2 separate regions of the Sus scrofa genome follow, and region 1 is linked to region 2. The links are chromatin contacts, called in public Hi-C maps. All regions are on one chromosome and are shown on one strand. Each heading gives the region's core, a stretch centred on a gene start, on an enhancer-like site or on the middle of the called end of the contact. The rest is flanking DNA. Distances are from core to core; before and after follow the strand shown.

Region 1 (2,700 bases), core at 67-2,566, 91 kb after region 2:
GTTGTTGAATCATTTAGTAGCTCTATTTTTAGTTTCTTGAGGAACCTCCATACTGTTTTCCACAGTGGCTGCACTTACTAATTTACATTTCCTCCAACACTGTAAGAGGTTCCCTTTTCTCCAAACCCTTTTCAGCATTTATTATTTAGAACCTAGGTCTTGAATATGCGATCTTAAACTTAATTGATTAATTAGAATTTATTTCTAAACCTTATGTGATTTTTCACTTGTTCATCAGTCTCAGCCTTTTTCCAGCCATTCTCTGCTGGTGCCACTCAAGCTTTCTACCTGCACCTCAAGCTTCCCTCAGTTACTAACCAACACTGATCTTGGTAGGACACCTGTTAAAAATCACTGGAACCTCAACCTCGGGACATGTAACGAACTTCATTGACTTTGATCTGATTTTATCTCAGGCACCTCTGGGCTCTTCAGATTTCAGCCTGCCCATTTACCCTCTCTGCACTGGGAAAAGTCCACTTTGCCAAAGTCCTTTAACCTTACACCTGTTGGCTTACTGGTCAGTTGCTTAATGAGCACTTTACTTAAAATTTAACCCACTCTGCCAGTTCTCTCTTTTGCCTTTTCCTGTCTTTCACCTCTTCTTTGTTGAAACAGCATCATTGGGCTTCCAAGTTGGTTCTAGAATGTGGTTCCTAAGCTTTCCACTGGTACTGAAGTCCCTTCTCACCCTCAGTTCACTTTCTGGGGTTGGATATCCTCCATAGCTTTTCCTAGCTGGATCCTATCTACTGTGATCTCTCCAGCTCTTTCCTGGTGTTCTTCTCTGAGTGGACTAAGAACTTGAAATCTGTCCAGCACTGCACATTTGTGTTAATATTAACCATTCATATTATCCACTACTTGGACTTTCCCAGACCCAGCTCACTTACTGTCATTAACCTACTGAATTAGACTTTCCCAAACTAAGGCTGCATTCACACCCTCTGTTATGACTGCACCATATATCTTAGGCATCTGTTACCCTCCAGAGACAGGCCTATTGGCAGATGCCTTCTTCAGAATGTGCCCCTTCTTCCTAAGATGCTCAAGTTTTATCATAACTCTTGTTTAAACTCACATCCAGTGCTGATACTATGGGTTTAGTCCCTGAAAATCCAGTTTAAAAAAAACAAAACAGTTTTCCTATGTTTGCACACACCTTATATCATTCTCATCACTATTTTGGTCTCTCCTAACAACAAAGCAGGTTGAATAGAGACTCTTTAAAATCAGGTTTGCGTAGGGAGGCAAGAGTCTGTGACTTACAGAAGCCAGCTTTCCCCACCGAGCACAGACTGTTAAATAGTGCTGGGCAGCCATGCATTTCTGCCAGAGTTCAACAAAACAATTTTTCAGAAATCCCTGTCAGTAAAGAGGTGTGCAAGCACACAAATAGAAATGGACTTAAGGCAAGGCAGTGCAATTGTAAAGAGGAAAATGGGAAATCTAACTGTGGGCCTTTTCACTCCTCAATATGTGCAGCTGTATCTAAACAAAAAGCCTCTAAGCATCTTCCACTGAAGTAGTATTAAACATTGTATTTGGAATTAGATCTGATTGAATCACACTTTAAGGGTTTGTTCAGTGTGATCTGTGGAGACACATTATTAAAGTGCTCTGTTCCAGAATAAAAAGTCAGATCCTCATTAGCTGGGACAAAGAATGTTAGCATCCAAGCTCAAGAACAGAAGGAAAATCCCTATTTCTGAGTGACAGATGTGGGTGTTAGTAGCATTGTTGCATAACCCTGGGAATTCATTAAAAGTGTCAGGCTGTGTCACAGGGGCACTTTGCAGTGACAGCCCTAGTGAAAAAAACTGTGATAATTGCTTTCATTCCTTGCTTACCTTTCACCTCAGCAAGAAATACGATTGTAAATAAATAACCTGAGGCTGGCACATCACAAGCTTTGTGCAGAAAACTGCTCTGTGAAATTTAAATCTCAGGACTGCAGGACACTTTTCATAAGAAAATTAATAGAATTTATCCTGCTAGTTTTACTTATATGACCACTGAATTCCCCCATCCTTAACTAAAACCAAGTTATTTAGTAACTCTTGACTTCTTCAGATAAAAGACAAAGTAGTCAGTGGTAAAGAGAAAAAATAGTTAAAATAGGAGGAAAAAAGGGAAGAAAGCAGTTGGTAAAAAAGGAAGAAGTAAGGGAGAGAGAAAGGCAAAGAAATAAGAAAAAAGAAAAGGAAGGCAGATTGAAAGAACAAATGAATGGATCATGTATTAGAGGCAGGTATGCATGGACTGAAAATCTCCTACTAATACTCTCACTGGTAGAAAGGAGTAATTATACTATTTATTATTAAAACGTTTATTGTTACCTGGCAAAGCACACACGAGAAATCCAGAAGAGTGTACACAATAGTCCTTTCTCTGGTTTGGGGCGCATCTTTCTATAAGGAGTCCTCAGGGAACTTCCTGTCATTTCTCTTCCATTAAACTTTTCATCTCAGCTCCTGAGTCCTTCAATCTCCAGACAGATCATAACTCCTGTTGCATCCATAGCAGCTCAATGCACTTGACCTTCTCTGTCTTTAATTCCTCTGCTCTGCTATTCTAGAGTACCACTGCTATTTGCCTCAACCTCTAGCTTCAGTTCCTTTCCAGCTACATCCAGTCTTTTTGGGTCCTAAATTGAAAATATAGATGAGACTATTTAGAACACTTTTAGCTTTTGTAGCT
Region 2 (2,700 bases), core at 157-2,656:
ACATACAATGCTATATCATACTTTGTACCAGTGCTTCTTTAATGTGCCCACACATAACATAATGATCTTGTTAAAATGCAGATTCTGTTTAAGTAGTTCTGGGAAGAAGCCTAAAATTCTGCATTTCTCACAAGTTTCCAAATGATACTGGTACTGCTAGTCTACACACCACACTTTTTGCATCATTGCTCTGTATTTGTACTGAACTCTGCTATCCTATTCAATGAGTGTAATGATTAGATTTGTTCAGGTATTTAGTCCTGAATCATTTAAAAATATTTTAGCAACTAAAAAATGTTTTGAGAAAATCCTAGACAAAAGAATTTTTAAACATGGTTGGTCAATAAATAATGCATACTGAACATAAATATTTGTTGTTAGGTCTGTTAGGTATTTGAGAAGATGGTCTTTTCAGCAAATATGCTCACATACTTTTGTAGAAGAAAGCAACACTAGCTGTATTAACTTGATTTTATACTACTTACCAGTAGATGGCAGTACATATTCAATCTTAAGGAAAGAGTTTGTGTAATAAAAAGAGAGTAGACCCTAACATTGAGATAGTTATTTTATAAGTGCCCCCACAACCTAAGACAGGATCCAGAACTCTTATTTGCAAAATTATCTTTATTTGGTATATGTTTGAAATATTTACCTGTATTCAACTTGTATATTAACACATATTCTTATGTCAGAGAATCAGAAAACCATACCCTATGAGGTCAGATGTGAAAAATAAAGTCTATTAGATATTTAGTTCACATTTGTGTATTTGGGTGTGTTGAGGGTAGTAACTTTTTTTTCTTTTTCGCTTTTTTAGGGCCGCACGTACAGCATATGGAAGTCCCCAGTCTAAGGGTCGAATCAGAGCTGTAGCTGCTGGCCTATGCCACAGCCACAGCAATGTGGCATCCCAGCCATGTCTGCAACCTACACCATGGCTCACAGCAACGCTGGATCCCTGATCCAATGAGCAGGGCCTGGGATAGAACCTGCATCCTCATGGATACTTGTTGGGTTCATTACTGCTGAGCCACAATGGGAACTCCTAGCAGTAACTTTCTTTTAAAGTTAAAACAAACAAAAGCACAACATTCTAGATGTAGGGAAGAAGAGACTTTTTGGGAAGGATCATTGCAAAGGAGAAAGGGGGAGAAAGGGGTCTATTATAAATAAAGGAAGGGGGACTATTGCAATGAACCATGAGATTTGCAAGCATTCAAAAATTCATCAGAAGGGGTTTTTCTTTTTTAGGGAAAAATAAAACAACATTAGAAAAAAACAGAATGTGGGGAAGTGGGATGAATGTGTGGATCGGACTGTGTGTCACCCTAAGGCTGCCTGTTCCCAATTGAGACTGTTAAGGAGCTTTATGCTGGCTCAGGTCAAAGTTCAGGTGCCTGGGGGAAGGGGAGACGCTTAAGCAAACTTTGGTAAATAAGCATTCTGTTCTGACTGATCAGTGGAGACACGTGGTTCAGCTAATCCTTAATATGTGAAACAGTAGGAATTTGGAGGGTTTTTGTCTACCTTTGTCATAGGTAAACAAGGGGAGCATTCATTAGTCTTAGCTAACTTACATGGGTAAAATTGTTTCTTTGCAGTAAACCACTGCCTGGAACATGAAAATATGTTTTATTTATTTTTAAACATCGCTCTTTTCTAGGATTACTGGATTCTGACAAAGTTCAACATTGTCATGGGTAAAAAGTTTTAATAAGGGGTTGAAAAAAAAAGAGTGTTTATTTTGGTAGTAATTTATTCTATAAATATTTATGGGGAAATCAAGCCAATGGGTACATGTGGGCTCTTGTCCTTAAATAACTATATGTTACAGTTAAAAATGCTCCCCAAAGACCTTGCTGCATATCCAGTGCTGATCACTCAGGTAACTTGAAAGAATGACTTGATTTTTTTTTGTTAAGTAATCTAGCTTAATAAGTCAAAGTAGATGCTTAGTAAATGTTTGTTGTATAAATGAATTGACTCTGCAGTAAATATATCATTACATTTTTACATGTTTTATCTGGAGTAAATAAGACATGACCTGATGATTTTCCAAAATATTTCATTGTTGCTTATGGATGAAAATCTTCTCAGGTGTTTTCTGTAAAGTCTAAATGATGTTTTTCAAGGTACATACACACACAATAAGTTTACAGTCTAATTACTCTATCTTTCTAGAAGTATGATATGACTTGTATTTCTCACTTAAAAATCTAAGCTTTTGGAGTTCCCGTCATGGTGCAGTGGTTAACGAATCCGACTAGGAACCATGAGGTTGCGGGTTCGGTCCCTGGCCTTGCTCAGTGGGTTAACGATCCGGTGTTGCTGTGAGCTGTGGTGTAGGTTGCAGACGCGGCTCAGATCCCATTGCTGTGGCTGTGGCTCTGGCGTAGGCTGGTGGCTACAGCTCCGATTAGACCCCAGCTTGGGAATCTCCATATGCCGCGGGAATGGCCCAAGAAATAGCAAAAAGACAAAAAAATAAAATAAAATAAAATAAAATAAAATATCTAAGCTTTATACTCATAAACTGAAAGAATAAAGGAATATTTAAAGCACTGTTCCTAAGATCAGGATATCAAGAAGAACCTTCACCTCTAGCTAATTATGAAGGGGCTGTGGTTTCCAGTGGAGAATGAAAGGCTGGAAATCATCATTTGTATCTAGACACTTAATATATTTTTACATATAATA

Evidence for each region. Hi-C and Micro-C count contacts between places; a contact is called where the count stands out from the background.
Region 1: a Hi-C map of liver shows a contact between it and region 2, with 10 times the contacts expected there. The contact joins two enhancer-like sites. A contact is called at or near these places in 2 of 47 Hi-C or Micro-C datasets (liver and skeletal muscle).

The regions. Positions count from the first base shown.
Region 1 is chr6:139,283,480-139,286,179 of Sscrofa11.1, forward strand. No RefSeq gene overlaps it. Among named protein-coding and RNA genes, the nearest start is that of FPGT, 330 kb to the left of the region's middle. Within about 2 kb of position 1,317, at least 3 of the 83 cell types and tissues checked have an H3K27ac peak or open chromatin away from gene starts, as enhancers often do. A contact at or near this core is called in liver, where this site is marked.
Region 2 is chr6:139,192,140-139,194,839 of Sscrofa11.1, forward strand. No RefSeq gene overlaps it. Among named protein-coding and RNA genes, the nearest start is that of FPGT, 240 kb to the left of the region's middle. Within about 2 kb of position 1,407, at least 2 of the 83 cell types and tissues checked have an H3K27ac peak or open chromatin away from gene starts, as enhancers often do. A contact at or near this core is called in liver, where this site is marked.